4 separate regions of the Mus musculus genome follow, and all the other regions are linked to region 3. A link is a contact called in public Hi-C and HiChIP or PLAC-seq data. All regions are on one chromosome and are shown on one strand. Each heading gives the region's core, a stretch centred on a gene start, on an enhancer-like site or on the middle of the called end of the contact. The rest is flanking DNA. Distances are from core to core; before and after follow the strand shown. Region 1 overlaps Dpysl2 (dihydropyrimidinase-like 2). Region 2 holds the start of Ppp2r2a (protein phosphatase 2, regulatory subunit B, alpha). Region 3 holds the start of 1700001G11Rik (RIKEN cDNA 1700001G11 gene). Region 4 overlaps Dpysl2 (dihydropyrimidinase-like 2).

Region 1 (5,959 bases), core at 517-3,016, 550 kb after region 3:
GGAGAAACACACTCTGACTCCAAAGGGTGTGTCAAGCCTGGAATTCCTCTAGCTTTGGAGAAGTGACTGCCCAGCCCTGCCAGCAACCTGCTCTCAGAGACACCGAAAGCCCTCAAACTCACCAGCTCTCACATCCTCAGACCACGGGGGCTCACTCATCTGAAAAGATGGAAGGAAATAGTTGCTCATTCAAATGTCTGGGGACCAGTGCTATAACTGTGCACTCTGAGCTTGCAGGAAACAGGGACATGACAAGTCACAGGTCTGGCCTTGAATCCTAGCACGACCCTTGATGAGGTCCAGAAAGCTGAGCAAGTTATTTAACTCCTCAGTGCCTCAACTTCCCCATCTGCAAAAGAGGCACAGCAAGAGCATCTATGTGGGAAACTCAAACCACATTGCCTGGGTTTGCAGCCCAGTACCACTTCTCTCACTGGTTGTAGAACCTCAAGGTCCTTGACCCGCTCTGGACCTCAGTCTTCTTATCTGTAAAATAGACATTATTCTAATCACTGCACGCAGGGCTGTTGTGAAATAGCAGGTAACACGGGAGAACAGGAAGCTGTTTCATGTGATTCCCAGCCAGTGCTGTGGTCTCTAAAGCGTAAAGCTCCTGTTGGGGAGACCAGCCACGCACCCCATCAGCAGGGGAAGGGATGGGAATGAGGGTGGCCTCAAGCAGGGAGTTTCAGAGGAAGAACAGGGTGTGAGGAGGAACTGGATAAAGGCTGTGCGGAGGGAAGGCCAAGGCCACAGCACCACAAGAAAGACTTGGAACTCTGAATCATGCCCTCAGAGGAACAGGCTTCTGCAGAAACAGACAAAAACCCAAGGAACTAGACGAGGCTGTCCTATTTATGGGGCAAGTGGCTAAGTCGGAGAGATCCTCTGAGGGCTGTCAGGAAAGGAGGCTTCTCACTTCCTGCGGAAATTCCCTGCACTGCCCGCCACCACACATACCTACTCACTCAGGGACGCCAGGATACAAAACAAAACAAAACAAAACAAAACAAAACAAAACAAAACAAAACAAAACAAAACAAAAAGCACCCCTATATGGAAAGTGTTAGGATCAGGTAAACTCACTTCCCAATGTTAAGAGGACTCAGATGTGGGGAAAGCTGCCAATCAGGGCAGATAACAAACTGGCCTCATTAGCAGGGCTCTCTGTCATCCCAATAAAAACCAAAGCAACTTGATCCCAGAGCTTCCTAGAGATCTCCCCATCAGCCCCTTGCACAGCAGGCTGACAGTGTTGGAGCAAAGCTTACTTCAAACCCCCTAGGGACACAGGAAGCCTGGGCTGGCTGGATGCCTGGGTCTTTCCCTTTCCCATGTGTATATGTGCCCACAGGGGTGTAGGGGTGTGTGTGTGTGTGTGTGTGTGTGTGTGTGTGTGTGTGTGTGCTCTCACGTGCCCATGCCCATGAGTGAATGTATATGCATGTATATGGAAGTTCATGCATGCACGTAAGGCCCGTGTTTGAGCAACATAGAGGCCTTTGGGCAGCTTAAGGGAAATAGAAGACACTTCCCAATTTTCACCACAGTCTGCCAGAAATAAATTCTAGACAATGAGCAAATTACAGAAAGAATCAAGAGATGTGATAAGTCTGTGGACCGAGGACAGCCTAAAGATTTTCCTCATGAGGCTAGGTCCACCCTCCCTGACCAGATTGAGCTGTGAGCACCAACAACACTGAGCATGGTGACACGGGGTGGGCCAGCCAATGCCTGGGCTGGCCAGATGAGGTGGCTGGAGAAATATGTCATTCATGACACTTCCTCTGTTTGTCTCAGTTTTCAGTTGCCCTGGGCTACAGAACCACAGAGTGGGTGCTGGCTGGCCAGAAATAAGAGATTATGGGGCAGGATAGAACATCATAGGAGAAAGAAGAAGGAAGGAAAGAAAGGGGGAGAGAGAGAGAGAGCAAGAAATTAAGAAAGAAGAAAGAGAGAGGGAGGGAGGGAAGGGACGGAGATAAAGAGAGAGAAAGAAGGAAAGAAAGAAAGAGAGAGAAAGAAAGAAAGAAAGAAAGAAAGAAAGAAAGAAAGAAAGAAAGAAAGAAAGGAAGGAAGGAGAGGAGGGGAGAAAGGAAGGAGGGAGGGAGTTAAGTGAGGAAGAAAGAAAGGAGGAAGAAAGGAAGGAAGAAGGGAGGGAGGCAAGGAAAAAATGAGGAAAGGAAGGGAGGGAGGGAGGGAGGAAGGAAGGAAGGAAGGAAGGAAGGAAGGAAGGAAGGAAGGAAGGAAGGCAGGCAGGCAGGCAGGCAGGCAGGCAGGCAGGCAGGCAGGCAGGCCAGCCATATGCTATAAGGCTTCTATGTACAAAGAATGCGATTACCTCAGTTTCCATTGCAAAGGTTCCTTGTCCAGAAGACAATCCAAGGATAGACTTGAGGTTTTAGACTTCCCCTTAGCAGAGACTAACAGTAACACACACATTTACTTATGCAAAGCTGGGTCAGGATACTCCCAGAAACCCAAAGGCCACAGACAATAACAGGAAAGAACAATGTGCCAGTCAAGGAGAAGGGTCATGTGTACGTGTCCCTAGACGTCCACACAGAAACACTACAGCCTGATGACAGTGACTCGGCTGTGAAAATATGGATTGAAACAAACCGTACTGTGCTCACACCTATATGTGAGGACATAGTTTACGGATAATGCATGGTTACCGTAAAGAAAGGAGCACTTAGTTCAAATACGAACCACAGAGCATACAGGAGCCGATCAGTACATCCCACCCTCACACAAAAGCTGCTGTGCGGCTGGCTCCCTGTACAGTCAGGAATAGATCGGTTTTCTGGGCTTGGAGCTAAACTAAGAAACAAAAACAAAAAAGGCTGGCCTCCCCTGTTTGTTCCAACATTGCACAATGCCTCTTACATCCCCTCCAAACGAAGTCCAGCAGGGAAGGAAGACTTGGTGAGGTCATCTGTTGACTGGGCTCAATTTAAAGCCAAAAGGAGGGGTGGGGGAGGGGGCGGGGTGTTTTCTTCCTAGGAACCTGGACTGAATTCAAAAGTCCAGCACAAACCATATCACAGCCTCACTGGAGCCTGACACAGCCACTGCACTGGCCAGTGTCTCCCTTTTCCACTGGGGATGACGGTTCGATGGGCGTGTTTTGTCCCCAGTTGGTTAGAAAGACTGAATAGGGATGAGCCAATCTGGACAGCGTCTGATAACGAACACTGTTGGATCCTGATAAGGGGCCTCTGCTTAGCCTCCAGGGGACACCCATCAGCACCCCATCACACATAAATAAAGTATGCGCTCACAATAATACAGGCTCACAATATGCTCTCCCGGTTTTCAGGAACAACAGGGAAACCCAGACCTGAAGCACAGCTTCAAACGCAAAAGCACCTGAAAACTGAAAAAAAAACGAGGGGAACCACACACGCAATTTATCCAACCAGCAGAAGAAAAGATCTTTCTTGTTCCCCATCCATACACATAAATATAATTTAAATACAGTGCTAAAATAGTATAGTAGATAAATTGTTCATCACGAAAGTTCTCTCGTTAAAATAAAGGGGAAGGGGATCCATTAGACACAATGGTGTTTGCCTATAGTCCTAGAATTCAGAAAGTGAGGCAGAAGCTCTCTTGAGCCTATGAGTTTTAAGACCATTCTAGGCAACAAATAACAAATAAATAAAATAAAAATGACCTAATTAGGGCTGGTAAGGTGTCTCAGCAGGTAAAGAAACTGGCTGCCAAGCCTAATGGCTATTCAGTCCCCAGGGCCACATGGTAGAAAGCGAACCAACTCCTTCCACTTTTCCTCTGAAAATTAAATTTTTAATAAATTTAAATTAGGAAAGTAAAATTGAGGGTAAAGAGAGTTTGGGTTTGTACTTAACTGGTAAATGTGCTTAACAGGTGCAAGGCCTTGGGTTCAAAGCCCATGACCCAAAAGGGAAAGCAACACCCAACTGGCCACACAGACCAGACTGTCTCCCACAGATACACTGTGAAGACATCCAGCAGAGTAGCAGTTTTCCACAGAAGTTTGTAATGACTACACACTACCTTTTCCTAGAGAGGAAGTTACATGTTCCTTAACCAGTCACTTCATTCATTGTGGTTGACTTGATATATCCAGTAACAGTGCTATACTTTTTTTTTTTTTGGTTTTTTGAGACAGAGTTTGTCTGTGTAGCCCTGGCTGTCCTCGAACTCACTCTGTAGAAAAGACTGGCCTCAGAAATCTGCCTGCCTCCGCCGCCCAAGTGCTGGGATTAAAGGCGTGCACCACCACTGCCCGGCAGTGCTATATACTATTTTAACTATGACCATTTTGTAGTTTGTTTTAGTATCTACCCAGTTGTGATCTCCTGTCTCTCTTTATCATGACCTTTTGGAGCATTCTCATCTCTTACCATCGTTTTTAATCTCCCACCTGACCTTCAGACACACACATGCAGCTTTTGAGATTTCTTTTTAAGATTTTTACGTGTGTGTGTGTGTGTGTCTGTGTGTGTGTGTGTGTGTGTGTGTGTGTGTGTGTGTGTGTGTGTGTGTGTGTTTGTGTACACCTGTCTGGAGCAGGAAGAGTGCCTGCACATGAGCCCTGGTACACACAGGGGGTGTTGGTTGTCCTGGAGTTGCATGCAGATAAGAGCCACCAAACATAGGTGCTGGCAACTGAACTCGGGTCCTCCGCAAGTGCAATATACGTTCTTAACTGCTGAGAACCACCTTTTGATATTTAGAGTCTATAGAAAGTAATTGCAGAACAAGCTTTCTTTACAGCATGCAGTTTTTCTATGAACGATGCATTTCTTTTCCCTTACTAAACTTTTCTCTTAGGCAGCATATGTAGTATTGTGTTCTTAACATCATTAATTTTATGTCGCTACTGTAAAAAGGATACTTAAGTTATATTTTCCCATTGGTCACTTATGGCTTATTATAGAAGCTTTTAGCCCTAGTACATATTTTCAAACTGGTCACTTCAATAAACTTCTCTTTCTAGCAACTATTTTCTTCCATCAGTCCCTTTGAATATTTAAGGACTGCGTTGAGAAAGTGCCTCAAGAACTGTATTTTCTTTGTCTGTGCAAGCAACATTCCGGGGGCGACCCAGCTAATAATACACCTGTTTTCTCTGTACCACCTTGAACTTATCACATCAGGATGAGCAAAACCGGTTCAAAACCCAAGTTGTCAGCTGAGCAGGTACATGCTGATAATCCTAGCACTGAGGGTGAGGGTCGGGGCACACAGCACAGCGCAGGTGAACCCTAAAAACGACACAATGAAGGAAGAAAGCCACCGGCAAAAGCACCGAGATTATGATTCTACTTACATGAAGTGCCCCAAATAAGCACATCTGTACAGACAGAAAATGTATTCACGATTTTCACGTGTGGGACGACACAGGTGACCTCAGCCCTGGCTAAACGCCAAGCCCCCTTTCTTCAGCGCACCACCCAAGAAACAACCGTAACAAAGACAATCTACATCTGACATCCAGCTCACTACATCCTCAAGGGACAGAATGACCAGGCGTCACAGCCGGGACTTATATGTACTTTCTCCTATGATCTAAGATAGCTGACTCTCTCCCTAAGCTGGAGGCTGTGTCCCACAGGAGAGATGTCCCACCAGGGTGGTGAAGAAGGTGGCACTCGGGCTGCCCTGCCTGGAGAAGCTTGGAGCTCAGCAAAGCAAAGGGTCTTCAAAGGAAGGCAGAAAAGCTGTTTCTATAGATGGTGGGAGTGGGAGCACGGCTATGATTTGAATGAATACCTCAAAGCTCACTGAGTTCCCCAAAGTGAATGTGTTTAAATTTCCATCCTAGATTTTTATGTTGACGATGTGTCAGAAGCAGGGACTTAAGGAAGTGGTTAGACTAGAGGTTATAAGGATGGGCCCCCATCAGTTAGTGATCTTGTAAGAAGAGGAAGAGAGGACAAGGCTGACCATATCACACCATGTAACACCT
Region 2 (5,656 bases), core at 1,516-4,015, 780 kb after region 3:
ATTAGCAAGTTTCTATCTCAAAAAAAGTCCCCACAGTAATTTGTTCTATCTTATCTGTCTTAACCACACGCACAAATCCCTGCAGCACAGTAAAGTGAATCATGTGGACCAGCAGCCATGTCGACCAGTGCCACATCCCAAAGCAGTGGAGTTCAAAAGAACCAGAGCCCCCCACAGAGTAAGAGGTGCTGCTGGGAGCGGTTCTGAGCTAAGAGCTGCTGGCCTCTGTTTCTCTGTTTTATCGAAAAATAACACATAAACATGAAGACCAGTCATTTATATGTAGAATGTATGTAACAAAGACACCTTAGTCACACAAACCTTAGAGCACTGACTGCTGGACATCTACTTCATTAACTCAATGAAAAAAAAAAAGATAAGCAAGACATAAGAAGATATACAGACTTTTCAGAAAGGTGATTTTTTTTAAAGCTATCATCCCACCTCTCAGAAAGCAAACACAAAACACTGAGTTCCTTCAGCACCCAGGACTTTTAAGTCGATAGTCGTCACTGTTAAAATGTCTTACCTTCTGCTACGTCATCATCTACTGCTCCTTTCACCTGAGAAAAACACCACTGAATATCATTCCCTCCTCCAGCTCCTGGAAGAAGAAAACATAGCAATTAAAACTGAGCTCTGTTCTGTTTACGCTTATAAACACAGAGATGGTTCCCGAGGCTGGCATCATAACTCCCTATGTAACTACCACTGAGCCCACAGATTTGGAACCAAATTGGCCTCCAATAGTTGGTAGTGTATTAAAAACAAGTCTGCAGGTACGAAATATCCAAAGACATACAGCCTACCAGTAATTATCATCATACAGATATTTAAAACCTCACTTCCACTTTTCCCTCTCCTTAAAGACAGTCAGAACCTTTCAAGTTAAAACCTACCAGGAAAAAACAAAAACAAAAACAAAACCAACCAAAGCACCAAAGTTAGTTTTCCTTTAAATGTACAAAAGGCCTACAAAAGAGTTATAAGGCTAAACTACCATGAAATATAGAACGAAGAGAAAACTTCGGGAACATTACTGCCTGAGAGGATGATTCATGTGGACTAAGCAAACACAACACCCATTTCTTTGCATTCGTTAGGAGCAAATCACTGGTTGCAGACAGAGGAAAAGGGGCGGAAATGCACGCCTGGGAAGAGATGGTCAAAGGAGGCTGCTCCTGCCACATTCACCTACTGCATCCAAAGGACCCAGAAAAAAGCAACCTTATTCGTTGCTCATCTCCTACAATACAGTTCCAATTATCATTTCATTGTTCAGCAAGGTCAAAGGGCAGCCTGTTTATATAGCAAACTGTAAACCAGTCCAGCATAACTTCTTTAAAGGTTCTATTATCTATGCAAATATTGAAAAGAAAGGAAAATTGGTTTAATCTCCGACACTCACTGCTCAGCACTGAAGAGGAAATGGGGGGATGGGGGCACCCCGGGATTTCTGGAAAAGAAACTCAATCTCAATCCAGAATTACTCTATGAGAGGAAGGGCTTCAAGACTAAATTGTACAAAGATAACCGACTCTCAAACGACATTAAACCTCGCTTTTCCTTTACCCATTCCTTGCTAAATTATTCTCAATCAGGCTTTCTCCCCCCGCACCCCCCCCGTCCCCCCTCAGCAAGGTTTTATAAAATCCCTCTCCCTTTGGCTATTTATATCGGCGAACTCCACAACTATTTTAACTCCAAGAAACCCTTCTGGGAAAAGGACATCTGCCCAAACGCTACCGTGCAAAATGCAAAGTTTAAATTACCTTTCTCTCCCACCCAGCCCCCACCCCAATCCTTGCAACTTCTATTAAAGGCTTAGCATTCGTGAGTGGCAAAAAAATAAGACACGGGAAGGGAGCAAAATCGAAAACGAAATTCAGGCTTACACCCTCAAAACCTGACCTACCCCATTAATGTTTGTGTGGTGCTGGGGGTTGGGGGGGGGGTGACCGTGAGTTGGGGGGGTGGGGGTATGCCTCCATTGTATTTTAACTTGCAAAGCTGTCTTCCTTCTTATCGGTCCAGAATACATTTCTACAGAAAGGTTCTCAGTAGACCGGGAAGAGGAATGAATATGTAAGGAAGAGCGGAGGGAGCAGGGTGCAGAGGGGACCCATCTGCACGCCTGCACCCGCCCCACCCACGCCGTCTCCCACCCCCAACGCACCCGTGCCGTGTTCCTGTAGTGCCAGGCCCCGGGCCCGGCCTCCAGGCCCCACAGTCCCAGCTCAGTGCCAGGCCCGCCCGCCCGCCCCACACTCGGCCAGCGCCCCAGGCCGAGGCCCCGCCACCACGGTCGCTAGGGGGTGACGGAGAGCGCGCAGAGGAAGCGGCACGGCACCCTGTCAGCCGCCCAAGGGCCGTTTCTTCTTTACCTGCCATGTCGCGCTGCAAATGGTGACCCTGCCGGGCTCGTCGGGGTCTCCGCGACCGGGGCTCAGCCCCCACACCTGGGGATGGGGGGATCGAGGGCGCGGATGGAGGCGGATGGCACCTGAGGGGGGAGGGGACCGGGACCGGGGCGGAAAGGAAGCGGCCCGGGTGGAGCGGTCGGCAGGATGGTGGCGTTCACTCAGGGGCGTCCCGTCTCGTGCTCCTTCTCTCGCGGTGGAGACGGCAGCGGCGGCAGTAGCGGCGGCGGCGGCGGTAGTAGTGGCGGCGGCAGCGGCGGCTAGGACAGCGACGGCGGCCGCGGCGGCAGGGACAGGCGACTCCACTTTCAAAATGGCGCCCGCTGGCTGGCCGGTGACGTCACTTGAGGGGGCGGAGCGTCTTTGGGGCGGGTCGTGCTGTGTTAGCCACGCCTCCTTCTTGTCTTGCTTTCGCCCCGCCCCGCCCGCTAGGATCCTTGAGAAGGTCCCTGTACAGAGCTAGAGCTGCACTTAGTTTGCTGTGGCTGTGGGCTGGATGTGCCAAGCCGCGGTGCCCAAGTGGCCAAGGCCTGGCCTGTCTGCACCTCTCACTGTCCCAAGCCGTAGAGCCAAGGCCGGAACTTTGGGATGGCCTCATATGTTCACTTATGCTCAACCACATGGTGAGCTGGCCCTCTCGAGAGAATACCCCTTTTGTTGCTCCAGTGACCCTGTGGGTGAGCCCCGGAGGCACCAAAATTAAGGGAGAGTGATGCATACTTGCCACTGCCTGCCCAAGGTGAGAGTTCACTGAGCCCAGAAGGACACAACTGGACTGGTTCCATCTGGGTGAATTAGGTTACCTTCCCATGGACTAGAGCCCTTGGCTACTGCGAGCAGTTAAGAATAGCTCGCCACAGAAATTGGATGTTGTGAATGCCGCAAAAAGTAGCCAAGGTCTTTTCAGATAAAAGTGGTAAAATCAATGATTAAGAAGGTATGTTCTGCTGGGCAGTGGTGGCATACACCTTTAATCCCAGCACTTGAGAGGCAGAGGCAGGCGGATTTCTGAGTTCAAGGCCAGCCTGGTCTACAGAGTGAGTTCCAGGGTAGCCGGGGCTACACAGAGAAACCCTGTCTTGAAAAACCAAAAGAAGAAGAAGAAGAAGGAGGAGAAGGAGGAGGAGGAGGAGGAGGAAAAAGAGGAGGAGGAGGAAGAGGAAGATATGTTCTTCTGGCCGTGGTGACACATTCCTATAATCTCAACAGCGCTTGTATTCATTTAAGAGGTTCTAGAGTTCAAGGACAGCTGAGTTTGAGGCTAGCCTGGGCTATCTATAGAAGACTCTGCCTAACATACATACATCAAACACATGCAAAAAATTAAAATAAATCCATTTAAATGTAGCCTCTTCCAGTCAGACTCTCTGACATTCCCCCCCCCCTTTCCTATTCACCTTTAACTAGGTCAAATGCCCTTTCTTAGTAGTGCCAAGCTCTCCTCCTAGAGAGAGGGAGGGGAAGGAGGCAGAGGCAAGCAGATTTCTGGAGGTCAGCCTGGTCTACAGAGCTAGTTCCAGGACAGCCAAGTCCACACAAAGAAACTCTGTCTTGAAAGACAGAAGGAGGGCTGGGTAGATGGCCTAGTGGTTAAGAGCACTGACTGCTTTCCCAAAGGTCCTGAGTTCAATTCCCAGCAGCCACATGGTGGCTCACAACCATCAGTAATGGGATCTGATTCCCTCTTCTGGTGTGCCTGAAGACAACAACAATGTACTCATCTTAAAACAGTTAAAAAAAGAAAGAAAGAAAGAAAGAAAGAAAGAAAGACAGGAGGAAGAGGAGGAGGAAAGAGAACAACAACAAAATGTGTCAGGTCCAAAGGAAACTTCCCAAACTGCAAAAGGCAGTTCAAATATCCAGAAATGAGCTCAGCCTGGACTATAGGAGGATTTCTGGAAGTTAGATTAAAAAAAAAAAAAAAAAAAAAAAAAAACAGCATTCTTCAGGAACTTGTGAAGCCAGGGGCCCTCTACCAAAAATGTCATTTCCCTCACTTCTGGCAAAAAGGAGATATAGCTACCTACGTTGCCTAACTGTATATCAAAGCACATGCTGGTATCCCAAGATCCTGTGGCACATTTCAGTCCACGCTAGTGTCCTGCCCTTCTTACCTCTCCTCTACTGTAAACTCCAGCCCTCGGGTGTTTCTCTCCCAAGCTACTCCTCCTTATGACCCTGCTATTCTGGCTGTTTCCTCTATATTTTATCCTCTGCTATTATTCTTCCCTCTCCGGCATGTTCAGTCTGTGCTCTGGACTCTTCCAGATGCCTCTGGCCACTCTCTCATATCTACAACAAAACCCTCCCCTTAACCAAACTATGAAGCAGTCATGTTGTCAGTTTATACAAATAGTCTCATAAAGTATAATGCACTTTTCTGTTTTCTTAAACCACATTAAAATGATCTCAGTCTGTGTCTGTTATTAGACAGAATTCTTTGAGGCTAGGAAGTATGTTATTCATCTCCCTATCACTAGCCACATAATTCATGGGACTAATGGATGAATAAATAAGTCTTCTGGATTGGGAAGAAAAACCACTTAAATGTTGGCTCCTTAAGGTTTGCTGAACTGTAAATATTTTCTCTCTCTTTTTTTAACTTTTAAGATTTCTTTAACTTGTATGAGTCTTTCGCCTGCATGCATGTGTGTGTACCATGTACATGCCTTGTGCCCTCAGAAATCAGAAGAGTGTGTCACACCCCTGGAACTTGAGTGACAGATGGTTGTGAGCTGCCATGTGGATGCTGGGAATTGAACCTCAGTCTTCTGCAAGAGCAACAAGGGCTCTTCACTGTTGAGCCAACTCTCCAGCCCTCATTCTTCTTAATGCCAGGGGAAAAAAAAAGAAAGAAAGAAAGAAAAGAGGCATTTTAGAAGTCATCTTGGTGATCTCACCTACATTTATTAAACAACCAACCCCATTTGGTAAATAGGTAAATTGCCTGTGCGTGCATTTGCTGTAGTTATTTCCCATGGTGTCTTCGAACCTGTTTACACACTACTCAGGAGATGGGGTATCCCAATAGGATAATGTTCTCTTCTTGTACATGATCTTGAAACTTTTGTTTGAATTGGTTTTGAGTTTTGTTTTGTTTTGAGACAGGGTCTTGCTCTGTAGCCCTGACCTAGAGCTGTGTAAATAAGGCTGTCCTTGAACTCACAGTGATCTGCCTACAGATGCCTCCAAAATTCTAGGAGTTCAGGCAAGTCACCACATTTAGCTACAAGCTT
Region 3 (5,761 bases), core at 2,222-4,721:
ATACTCCAAGGAATGAAAAAAAGTGTCTCAGAGAGGTCTCTGTACACTCATATTCACAGTTGCATTGAACAGCCAGGAAGTGGAAGCAACACACCTTTCAGTGATGCACAAGGGGATAGAATGTGATTTAAACTTGCAAGGGACTTTATATGAAAATGGGGGAAATGATGAAATGGACTGGAGCAGGGACAAACCTTGAGGTGTCCTTGGGGCTCTGCTCTTCCTGGTGCCCCCATTTGTCACCATCTGTCTATGTGTGAGATGTTTCAGTGATAGCGGAAGGTTAGTCACCAAAAGGAAAATGCAGTGTGCATCCATCCACTTACAAAAGGGAACTGGAGTACTCGAGTACATAGAGACAAAAGTACAACGGAGGTTTCTAGGGAGCAGAAAGCAGGGAGTTGGTTAATGTGTAGATGAAAAGATTTGTAGATAATGGGCTTTGCACAACAACAAAACATACTGGGCACTGCCCAGCTGTACACCCCCCCCCAAAGAATCATTAATGTGTTTTGACATTGTGTATAATATACAACTATAAATTTTAAATGCAAAAAGGTAAGAGTAAGAATGTAAATTTTTATGTGACATCTCTAATATGTGACTTGGGTCAGTTCCATCATAAACCAATAGTTTTTTTTTGTTGTTGTTGTTCATTTCTTTGTTTTTGACACAGGATCTTGATTTCTAGCCAGACAAGAAGGGTGGCGCTGGCACTGTCACTTTCCGAAGTGGTAGGGAAGACCAGTTGCTTCATAACTAACCTTGGGGGCCTTATGTGTACTTATAGTTTAAAAGATCATAAATAATACACATGACAGACTGAATCAAAGATGTCTGCAGCCCAGTCGATCCAGAGGCAGGTGGTTTCCTACCCTGGTATATCCCTAGTCACCTACTATAGCATGTTTTCTGTAAGCTCATGTTTTCCCTCCCAGTCCCAAGCTCCTGGAATAATGACTCTGAGTCTTAAATATATTTACATACAAATGCCTTGGCCAAATACTCTGGGTCGTTCCCTGGCTAGCTTAGAACTTAACCATCCCGTTATTCTATTCCAAGTTCTGTCACGTGACTGGTTACCTGGTCCTCAGTTACTTGTGACCATCTATCTCATCTATGTCTGGGGCTGAATCTTTCTTCCTCTCCCCCAGAATCCTTCCTCTGAACTGGACCTTCCACCTCCCTGTTTCCTGCCTAAGCTAATAGGTTAATAGCAGTTTTATTGACGGGCGACTCTTCCATACAGAATGCGATTCTCTCTACAACTTGTACTGTACAGCACTTGTGAGGGATGGCCTCCCTGACTTAATTCAGAGCAGCTAAGCACCCTTCATCCTCCCTTGCAGACTCCAGGCTTTAGAAAAGGTCTAAGCCATGCAGTCTTCACTGAGAGGATCAGGCTACTCTCTCTTCCTTACAGGTTTCCCTGGCAACTGATGAATAAGCTCTGCTGACTCTGCAGCTCCAGCTGCCTGTGTTTAAAGATGCTATCAGCAACTCTCCTGCTGAACTGGGCCTTCTCCTGCCTGTAATACTTTCTGTCACCTGATATCGACAGAACCATACTAATAATTAGCACTCGCCTTTTCTCTTTGTTTGTTTGTGCTACTTAAACACTTGCAGGTAAAGTGGATTCCTGGTAGACAGCACATAGTAAGGCCTTGCCTTTTCATGCCATAGAACAATCCTTGCTTTTATTCCTTGATCTCTGCTTTAAACAGAAAGGAGGAGAGAGAAAGAGGAGGGGAGGCTAGAAGGGAGGTAGGCATGCCGTCCTTCTTTGCCAGGGTTTCAGCAGACACCCAAAAGTCCATGCCTTGGAAACTCAATCCTTAAATTGGAGTTGCTAATTGAAATGAGGCTTGTAGAAGGAGGTTCTTCAAATGAGGCGATGAGGGCAGAGCCCAGTCCTTGTTAGCTCTATTCCTGTGAAAGAAACCATGGCCAAAAGACCTCTGGGTCATGGTCTGTTGAGGGATGCCAAGGCAGGGAAACTCAAAGCAGGAACCTGGAAGCAGGAACTGAAGAGGCCACCATGGAGGGGGTACTGCTTAACAGGTGGCTCCTCATGGCTTGCTCAGATTGCTTCTTTATACAAGCACCTGCCCTGGGGGGGGGGGGGTTGAGGGAGTGCATGGGGGGAGGGACATAGCCCACAGGGGACTAGGCCTTCCCAAATCAATCAAGCCTCCTACAGAACCATCTTATGGATGGTTTCTTCCATAAGATGTTTTCTCCCTTCAGGTTTCCTCTTTCCAAATGACTCCAGCTTGCGTCAAGTTGACAAAACTTACCAGCATGGACTTTCCATAAACACCACCAGTGGCTTTACAGGAAGAAGTGAGATCTGAGCAGGCAGGCTTGTCTGTCTGGGCATGTGACTCTCTCTATCGCATCAAGATGCAGCAGGAAGGCTGGCACACAGTTCTTGAATATCCCTGCCTCTGGAACCTCTATTCTTTATAAACCATCCCGTCTGTGGTTCTGGCAAGAGGAATAGGAAAGAGACCCAAACACACTGCCTTTTGTAATTGTTTATCTAGTGCATTTTTTAAAAATTGTTTCATATGATCCCAAGGAATTTGCAAATCTGCAGTGCCTTGCTGAATTAGTGTGTATGTTGGGGTAAGACAGCAGCGGAAGGTTACAAATATCAACTAGGAATGGGCAGCTGGGAACATTCAGACTGCCTTTCTTGCCAGAATCCAAAGTGGATTTTTTTTTTTTTTTTAAGTGTCCCTGTGTAACCCAGGCTGGTCTCAAACTCTTGATCCTCCTGCCCCAGCCTCCCAAATGCTGAGATTACAAGCATGTTCATCACGACTTTCTCACCCTGACTTTAATGAAGATGCCACGAGCATGCTTCCCTATTAATTTCGTTCTCACACGTCCTTTTCACGGAAACCACCATTTTACACTGGAACTCATTTATCCAACCACAAGCCGGGAATCTCAACTCCTCAGGTCTTCCCGCTACCTCGAGGTGGCAGTAAGCCCGACCAAAGTCAGCGGACGACCTATGTGAGGGTTTTGAGAAACCATTCCCAGTGCTGCATGACCTCCCCCCCCCCTACTGCTTTGGGCCCAGGTTCAGACCCCACCTAGGGAGCTCAGGAGTTAAGCCATGGACATCCCTTCCCATCTATACCAGGAGTCTGAGATAGCGGGAATTGCTTAAGGATGGCGGCCCGTGGCTTCACTTCCTATTTGACAACGGAAACCCGACACTGCAGTGGGACGACAGATCCTTCCGCCTTGGAGCTAACGGAGATCGCGGACCACACCTCCTCTGGGAGACCCCGCGCAAGACGGAAGTGGGAGGGTCCACGCCCTCAAAGCCCATCCGTGATTGGTTGGAGCCGCCTTAAGCTCCCAGATCTTCAGCAGGGACAACGCCCGCAGGCTAGGCATGAAGGCGGCGACACCGGTGGTGGTGACGGCGGCTGCTCCTGCGATGGAGCCGGGCCCTTCTGTGTCCCCGGGGCCTTCGCGCTCCTTCAAAGAGGAGCTGCTGTGTGCCGTGTGCTACGACCCGTTCCGCGACGCAGTAACTCTGCGCTGTGGCCACAACTTCTGCCGCCGGTGCGTGAGCGGCTGCTGGGAGGTGCAGACGACGCCCTCGTGTCCGGTGTGCAAGGAACGAGCGGTGCCCGGGGAGCTGCGCACCAACCACACGCTCAACAACCTGGTGGAGACCTTGCTGCGCGAGGAGGCTGAGGGCGCGCGCTGGACCGGTCGCCGGTCCCCGCGCCCCTGCCGTGCGCACCGTGCCCCGCTCACGCTCTTCTGCCTGGAGGACAAGGAGCTGCTGTGCTGTGCTTGCCAGGCCGACGCCCGGCACCAAGAGCATCGTGTGCAGCCCATCAAGGACACTGCGCAAGACTTCCGGGTGAGCACCGCGCCAGCCCGCCCTGGGGACCCCCGGCCTGCCCCTCCCCCTCCTCCAGGCCTAGCAACCATCTTGCCCCCGGTCCAGGCCAATCTGAACAACGATGGGGAATAGTATGGTCTGCAGACATTTGGGCTTGGCGCGGTCATTTTAGAAATGGAAGAGGCCAGGACCTAGCAGAGTTCTAAGGCCTTGAGATTTCCCCTGCCCAGCAGTGCCTTGATCAACGGGTTACAGAGCCGTAAGAAAGGCCTGTGGCGCTTGCCTGCTGCCTTGCTCCTCTTACTCTTAGTATCCAAATATCTGGAGTTCCAGTGGTTATAATTAAACCAAGAGCAGCTGACACAGCAAAACTAGCATGGCGGGGAAGGGTGGGTGTCGGGGCTGTAGGAGATCACGCTAGGCAAGTACTTTACCTCGCAGCTGCACCCCAAGCCTACTTTTGATTTTGAGCCAAGCTCTTAAATTAGCCAGGATGGCCTTGAACTTTTCTTTGCTTGCCTCAGCCTTTCGAGTGGCTGAGATTGCAGGCTTGTGCCACCAGGCCCAGTGAAAAAGTCTTTGTTCTAAAACAGAAAAAAAAAAAAAAAAAAGGCAGACATTTTCGATAACAATTTGACCTAATCGCTTAGATATGCATGCTCCATTGCTTTCCAAAACATTCATACTGACATATTGACTGATTTTTCTTTTTTTAAAGGGTTTCTGAAATGTCCATTTTACTCTGGCAGTATCTTGTTACTTTTCTCGTTTAAAGTCATTGATGTACTGAAACAGCTAAATTTGTTTCATCAGCCACTAACACACGGGTCAGACCCACAGTTGGGAGGGCCCAGGGTTAGCCACTAGGAAGCCTGACATAGTGAAAAGGAGGTACTGTAAGAGCCCACTGGGCCTGATCTTCAGACGCCCTTTCTCCACTTGGTGAAATGTCTTTTTTTGAGAATCAGCAGTTGATGGCAGCTCCATACAGATTGGAAGCAGAGCAGATGGGTGCTGTCTACATCCACGTTCCTCCAGTTATCCATCATATTAGCTCAGCAGTGGTTCATAGTGCCTGTTCCCTCGTTCATTAGTGCTAGATCTCTTATTTGGCATAGCTGAAATAGACAGCCTAGAAGTTTAGGTCCTGGTTCGAATTCCCCTGGGCTAGCAAAGGTACTGATTAGCATGGGTGGTGTCCTCAGAATGGGGTAAAACATCAACCGAAGGCCTGTGATCCAGGGGACAGAGAGCGTGTGGGCCTGGAGACTGCCTTCTGTTCTTGCTGGCTGCCTCGTTTTGATTAGGAGGTCCGAGGGACACTGGAAGTGAGATAGGTGGTAATAATTCCCACTCTCTGGGAGCTTCTAGCAAAAATCTAAAGAACCTAGAGGCATTAACCAGGTGAAGGAGGTGAGGGGAGGTTTTTGCAAGAAGATGCTGCAGCATATAGAAGATTCTAGAAGAGAGGAAGCTTTGGACACCAGGTGAGGCCAGAAGGCTGAAGTCTTATTCTGCATCTTAGAATGGTGGTGCAAAGCCAGTGGGTGCTCAGTGTGAGTGAGCCTTGAAGAGCAGGGAGTGGGGCTGATCTGAAAGATCCCAGGAGTCCTCAGGCTGTGTGCTCAGCCAGATGCAGTGTGGCCTCTTCATGATGTATTCATGTGTGAAATAAACATCCTAAGAACCTCTTTGATTCTCACACCCTGTTCTAGATATTGCGGCTGCTTAAGTCCGCAAGACAGCCCCCCTGTTCTACTCAATTTCATCTTGACACAGCCTAGGGTCGTCTGAGGGGATTTCAGTTGAAGGATTGCCTCAAATGGATCAGCCAGTCAGAGAGATTGTCTAGATTGGTGATGGGTGTGGGAGGGCCCAGTACATTGG
Region 4 (5,855 bases), core at 3,098-5,597, 520 kb after region 3:
GCCCCTGGACTCAAGGAAATGGAGTTTACTGACAAACCCCAGAGAAGAAGGCTGTCTGTCCTTGCTGGCCACCCCAGGGACCCATGCTTTCTCTGCCTAGAATCTGAACTCATCTCATCCACAACTCCAAATCTGAGAGGGCAATAGCTGAAGAAAATAACAATAGTGTGTGTGTGTGTGTGTGTGTGTGTGTGTGTGTGTGTGTGTGTGTGTGTGTGTAAATGCTTTACAAATAAAAAGAAAATCATTCTGGGTGGGTCTTGTGAGGCAGACCTATACACCCGGAATTCTGGGGCAGTAAGATCTCAGGTCAAGACCCTGTCTGAGCTAGAGTGTGTTCAAGGCCAGCCTGGGCGATTTAGTGGAGCGAAGATGTAGCTCAGAGTGGAGATGTGAATCTCAGTGGTAGAACTTAGTGGCTGAACTCTTAGAATGCACAGGGCCCTGGATTCAATCCACAATTCTATAAAAAAAAAAAAAAAAAAAAAGAAGGGAAAAGAGAAACACTAATGGGGTGGGGTGGGGTTGTCTTCCCATTTCCACCAACTCTCCCCTGTGCAGATTGAACTCCCAAGGCTCGCCTCTGAACAAGGTCCAAACTAAATTGCAAAACGAGGCCGTTTTCTCACGGACTTAAGCATCCTGTGGTTAAACCAAACGTCCCCAACTGCGTGGACTGGTGGCACATAAAAGACAACAAGCCCATGACAGGATTGAGGTTTAGTTTCCTAAACGACCCACCCTTGTTTGGGGGCTCATGTCACAGAGAGTGAAAACAGGCAATTTGGCACACCCTCACGGGAAACAGGTGGTTTGCCTGCCAGTGCGTTTGTCTGTCAGTCGGAAGCGACAGAAAACAAGAGGCTTTCTGACACAGAAAGCTCTGTAAGTCAGAGTGGTGTCCTTAATTCTGGCTCAGCTCAGGCTGAACGCCTACAGCTCTCTCCACATGACTGCCTTTCAGGAACAAATGGCTAACAAATGGGTAACATGTGGCACAGAGCATGGGCTTCTGGGAAAACACAGGCCAATGGAGGGGGAAAAACTAGGGCAGTGGTTCTCAACCTGTGGGTCAAGACCCCTTTGGGGGATAGGATGACCCTTTCACAGGGGTAACCTAGGACTATCAGAAAAAAAAAACAGATTTTAAATTATGACTCATAACAGTAGCAAAATTACAGCTGTGAAGCAGCAACCAAAATAATTTGATGGTTGGGGAAGTCACCGCAACATGAGGAATTGTATCAAAGAGTCCCAGCATTAGGAACATTGGGAATCACTGCCCTTGAGGCTCTGTGAGAGGGCAGAGCCACACCAACAACCGGGTCACAGGTCATCTCTGCTCTCTGGAGCGGCGGCTGGGGGAGGGAGGGACAGAGAAAGGGCAGAGCAGCATGCATTCCCATGTGGAAAAGGAGCACTGCCCGGGAAGTGCAAGGACTGCTGCCAGCACAGCTCAGAGACTCCACAGAGAAACAGGGAGGTTGCCGTAAACAGAAGTAGAGAGATGTGGCTACACGCAAGCGGCTCCTCACGAGAATCCTAAGATGCTGGGGGCCATCATGTCTCACATCTGCCACTGACCAGAGCTGACTGTGTAAACATAATAGCCAGAGGGAGCCAGATTCTCCAGGGAGTACCCAAGGGATGCAGCCACCCACCTCTGAGGTATCCCACACAGCCTTTTCAGCTCAAGGCTGTGAGGCCCGCCCAGGCAATGGGAATTTAAACCTAAAGCCTGTATGGGCGCCAGTTTCCAGTTCAGAGTCTCAAGAGAGACCTTCGCCCCCATGGCCATTTTTTGGAGGGTCTTTCGAGACAGGGTTTCTCTACGTAGCCCTGGCTACCCTTGAACTCACTCTGTAGACCAGGCTGGCCTCGAACTCAGAAATATTGAAGCAGAGGCATAGTGGGATCTTTCACACGACCTCCCCAAGGACAGATCTTCATCTCCCTGATCCCATACGAAGAACATGCCAGCTCTGCCTTTATTTTTTTTTCCCAGTCCCCAACTAAAGACCTCATCTCAGGTGTTGTCCTTCATCACGTACCGCACGATTGGATTTGTCTTGGACATGGCAAAAGATGGGCACTGAATAACAGTGGACCGTGTCACTTAAAGCCTGCCTGAGTACTTACGGTTCCTCAGTAAGACACATGTGGTGTGGCACCGACACAAAAAGAACCTTTGGTGAGGGGATCCAGTCTCCTCTGAAATGACCTTGGAAAGGGGTGAGCATCCTCTAAGATAAAGGCGAAGCCTACCTCTTCCCTATCACTTCATCACTAACAATTCATCTCCAAACACAGCCTTGACCTTGGTCCCTTTCATCCCAGGCCTGCCATCCATCAGTGAAGTGACTTTACATACTTCTCTGACGTCCCTAACATCAGAAAGGATACAGGTCACAAAAGCACCCAGTCCCCTGTCCACCGCTGGCTGATCCCTGCATTTTGCATGAGCACTGACCCCTGGTACCCAAGGCCTTGGATAACACACAAACTGGGGCTAGTGACCTAGGAGGGAGCTGGTGGTAAGGCTTTTAGACCGATGTCCCCCTCTCCCTTAAAATACAGAGGGAAGCAGCACCATGACTCTAAGTCGGTGGTTCTCAACCTTCCTAAGGCTGTGACACTTAATACACTGACTCATGTTGTGCTGACCCCAACTGTAAAACTATTTTCATTGCTGCATCCCAACTGTAATTTTGCTAGTTATGAATTGTAATGTAAGCATCTTATATGTAGCATAGCAGATATGCAACCCCTGTCAAGGAGTCGAAATTCACAGATTGAACACCTCTGCTCTAAGTGATTTAAAGATGCTCAAAGATGTGATATCAGAGCTCCTGCCGTTTGCTGAGGTGGGAGGTTGCAACCACCACAAAGCACGGACATTTCAACTTCACCCGCATGCGTTTCCAAAAATTACAGAGCAAGTTGGAATCCTGGAAAATCCTAAGGGAGGATTAGCAATCGGGTTGTGGATTCGGTTGTTCCACACTGAAGACAGAACCTAGAATCTTGTTTGTACTTCACCAGATGGGCAGTGTCACACAGGCATGCTTAACGCCAGCCCCGACAGCAGGGGGAGACAATGAGGTGTTTGGCAGGGCTGCGCGGGATACTGCCCGGAACAGAGTGAGATAAAAATGCGATGTGATCATATTTCCTCAGATTACATCTAACATCCTATGCCAACATTATGAAAATGTAGAAGAAGGCTTTTGATACTTTTATAGTTGCGTTTGTAAGCTGTATAAATCCCCAGAAATTTATTTTTTAGGAATTTAGAGAATTTAATGTAAACTTATGCTATATTCCCTTTCCTGTCTGTAAAAAACAGTACATAACTGTGGAATTTTTGCGTTTATTTCCTTTCTTTATGCTAGGATTTTTTCTTGTTGATTCTTGTACAGTTTTCTGAATTTCTCTGTTTCTCTGTCTTCAGGGTGATGATACCCAATGCCAACCATTTGATTTTCTGTTTGTCTTGCCATGGAAGAAATAAATAAAAACTGCCATATTTTACCCCCTCCCCCCAGAAAAATGTCATGTGAGCAGCAACTGTCTTCCCAAACCTTCACTCTCCCCTGCTCTCTCGTCCATCCAGGCAGGGAGGTCCCAATGCCACCTAGCAGCCCGGTCACCTGTGTGTTTGATGAGCCATGGCAGCCCTTTTGGGGAGGGGACACTACAGAAGAGGGACAGGACTTTCCCCACCCCACCCTGCACATGCATACGCAGTCTGGGAGGGAAGAATGTTGAAAAATTAAGGCTTCTAATTCTGGCTCGACCGCAAGATCACTATGTAACGTTAGACGGGTCACTTAAGCTCTCTGCACCTCGAGGTTATTTATCTTCTCACTTAGGATAATCACACCGGACCCTTTAGTGAGAAGGTCAGATTAAGAGGAGGATTATGAAATAATAGGCATACGCACAGAAAGGTCAGTCCTGAGGGCGCCACTGAGGAGCCCAAGATGGATGGTACAAATTTAAGCCGGCTTGGCACTAAGGCTCTGCTGAACCGGCAGGGCAAAACCAGTTATAAATATGGAGTCCAGCCATCTCCCTCCCCACGAAGTACCCACCATGAAGGCGCCCACAGGTACCAAAGAAGCTGGCACTGAACCCAGCATACCCCACCCAAAACCTTCTGTCCAAGAGAGAGGATTTTAGATTGTCAGGATTTTAGGTTGGGAGGAGCTGCGGGTGTCTGATAGCTCTGGGCTCACTGAATCTATAAACTAGCAGAACACGTGAATCCCTGGTTCTCAGTTGAAACGCCAGCATGCTAACCGACTAACAGATACTAACATCTGCAAGCTCTGTGACCACAAGCTTCCCCAAATTCTGTAGTTCCTAAACTGTGACCTATTAACCTGGGTTATTTCTTCTTCCTTTAGGACAAGAAGCATAGCGGTCAATCACTCCTGAGAGAGGACTGACAGGAAATGGCAGTGCCCAATGCCGCCTCGGGAACAGACACTGGCTGCTCTAGCTGGATCCCTTGCAGTAAACACACCACACAAACCACGACAACACAGTGTTGACTGACTTCTAGAAGCTTCTGAGGACCTAAAATCACTCTGGGCCAGTGGCTCTCAACCTTCTTAGTGCTGTGACCCTTTAATATGTTGTGGTGACCCCCAGCCATAAAATTATTTTCATTGCTACTTCATAACTGTAGTTTTGCGACTGTTATGAATCATAATTAAATATCTGACATGCAGGATATTTGATATGTGACTCCTGTCAAAGGGTCATTCAACCCTCAAAGGGGTCACAACCCAAGGGCTAAAAAACCTCTGCTCTAGGGACCCTAAAGGTGTAAGGACAGCGGCTATTGCCTCTGAAATGTGCCCAAGAGTCTTAGTCTTGTGGATCTCAATAAAGAAAGTGATAGGGCCAGTCTGGCCCTTGGGACACTGCAAGTTAGCAATACATCCTGGGGAAACTTTACTCCTATCCGATTGAGGTTTCCTGAACCCCTGTCTCTTGTTGCCTGCAGCACACATGTCTACTCAAGACAGGCAAGCCTTACACTGTTGTGTGTCTTGGCAGAGATGGTCTTCACACTGTCAGGGTCCCAGATGACCAAGTCAGCATCAGATCCCACCGAGATGCGACCTTTCCGGGGGTAAAGGTTGAAGACTTTGGCTGCGTTGGTGCTGGTCACAGCCACAAACTGATTCTCATCCATCTTCCCAGTGACCTGCAGGACAGAGCATGTACACACACATGGAGAGGGTACAGAGCATGTACACACACATGGAGAGGGTACAGAGCATGTACACACACACATGGAGAGGGTACAGAGTACACACACACACACATGGAGAGGGTACAGAGCATGTACACACACACACATGGATAGGGTACAGAGTACACACACACACAAGGATAGGGTACAGAGTACACACACACACACACACACACACACACACACGGATAGGGTACAGAGTACACACACACATACATGGATAGGGTCAGAAAGCTGAAGGTATGTTGGCATGCAATTCATCCTGGGATTTCCCTTTCAATAAAGTTCCCAACAGGTCTGGGCTTCTAGTCAGTAAGTCTCAACCCAGCATCTGGCTTTCCAAGGTAAGGGCCAATCATTTCCTGAAATCTTTCCATTCTAAACACAGGAGACCAAGGATATGAGTGTGCACTACGAGGAAGAAAAAAATTAAATGGCCAAAAAAGCATATTAAAAAATTCAACCCAATCAGCAACCAAAGAAATTGAATGTCAAATAACAAAGACAAAATTCACCAACTCAATAGTGTTTTGGGGGTTCTACTCCTAAAACCCAGCGAGAAGTGTCATGCATTGTGTCAGATGTAATC

Evidence for each region. Hi-C and Micro-C count contacts between places; a contact is called where the count stands out from the background. HiChIP or PLAC-seq counts read pairs in DNA pulled down with a chosen protein or histone mark.
Region 1: an H3K27ac HiChIP or PLAC-seq map of bone marrow-derived dendritic cells shows a contact between it and region 3, with 4 times the contacts expected there. The contact joins the enhancer-like site here to the promoter of 1700001G11Rik in region 3. A contact is called at or near these places in 3 of 39 promoter capture datasets (embryonic stem cells, hippocampal neurons and liver), 1 of 484 Hi-C or Micro-C datasets (bone marrow-derived macrophages), 9 of 115 datasets of contacts at active chromatin or transcription factors (the 230-238 cell line, bone marrow-derived dendritic cells, bone marrow-derived macrophages and 6 more) and 3 of 9 other capture datasets (embryonic stem cells, liver and macrophages).
Region 2: a contact with region 3 is called in a Hi-C map of CD8 T cells, with 5 times the contacts expected there. The contact joins the promoter of Ppp2r2a here to the promoter of 1700001G11Rik in region 3. A contact is called at or near these places in 2 of 39 promoter capture datasets (liver and pre-B cells), 3 of 484 Hi-C or Micro-C datasets (B cells, CD8 T cells and the G1E-ER4 cell line) and 1 of 115 datasets of contacts at active chromatin or transcription factors (memory CD8 T cells).
Region 4: an H3K27ac HiChIP or PLAC-seq map of microglia shows a contact between it and region 3, with 5 times the contacts expected there. The contact joins the enhancer-like site here to the promoter of 1700001G11Rik in region 3. A contact is called at or near these places in 7 of 39 promoter capture datasets (the 3T3-L1 cell line, the C10 cell line, embryonic stem cells and 3 more), 1 of 15 datasets of contacts at CTCF or cohesin (the NIH/3T3 cell line), 15 of 115 datasets of contacts at active chromatin or transcription factors (the 230-238 cell line, bone marrow-derived dendritic cells, bone marrow-derived macrophages and 11 more) and 4 of 9 other capture datasets (adipose tissue, embryonic stem cells, liver and 1 more).

Annotation. Positions count from the first base shown.
Region 1 is chr14:66,844,830-66,850,788 of GRCm38.p6, forward strand. All of the region lies in intron 3 of Dpysl2 (dihydropyrimidinase-like 2), which reads right to left. Among named protein-coding and RNA genes, the nearest start is that of Gm5464, 21 kb to the right of the region's middle. Within about 2 kb of position 1,767, at least 203 of the 459 cell types and tissues checked have an H3K27ac peak or open chromatin away from gene starts, as enhancers often do. A contact at or near this core is called in bone marrow-derived dendritic cells, bone marrow-derived macrophages, hippocampal neurons and 3 more, where this site is marked.
Region 2 is chr14:67,069,706-67,075,361 of GRCm38.p6, forward strand. It overlaps Ppp2r2a (protein phosphatase 2, regulatory subunit B, alpha), which reads right to left and starts at 2,766. Exons shown (of 10, transcript NM_028032.3): 1 at 2,385-2,766; 2 at 530-604. The coding sequence starts at 2,391.
Region 3 is chr14:66,293,658-66,299,418 of GRCm38.p6, forward strand. 1700001G11Rik (RIKEN cDNA 1700001G11 gene) reads right to left here and starts at 3,472. Exons shown (of 3, transcript NR_038077.1): 1 at 3,152-3,472; 2 at 2,298-2,487; 3 at 1,670-1,929. It overlaps Trim35 (tripartite motif-containing 35), which reads left to right and starts at 3,368. Exons shown (of 6, transcript NM_029979.3): 1 at 3,368-3,892. The coding sequence starts at 3,413.
Region 4 is chr14:66,808,079-66,813,933 of GRCm38.p6, forward strand. Dpysl2 (dihydropyrimidinase-like 2) reads right to left here. Exons shown (of 14, transcript NM_001378767.1): 11 at 5,048-5,218. Among named protein-coding and RNA genes, the nearest start is that of Gm5464, 58 kb to the right of the region's middle. Within about 2 kb of position 4,348, at least 21 of the 459 cell types and tissues checked have an H3K27ac peak or open chromatin away from gene starts, as enhancers often do. A contact at or near this core is called in bone marrow-derived macrophages and microglia, where this site is marked.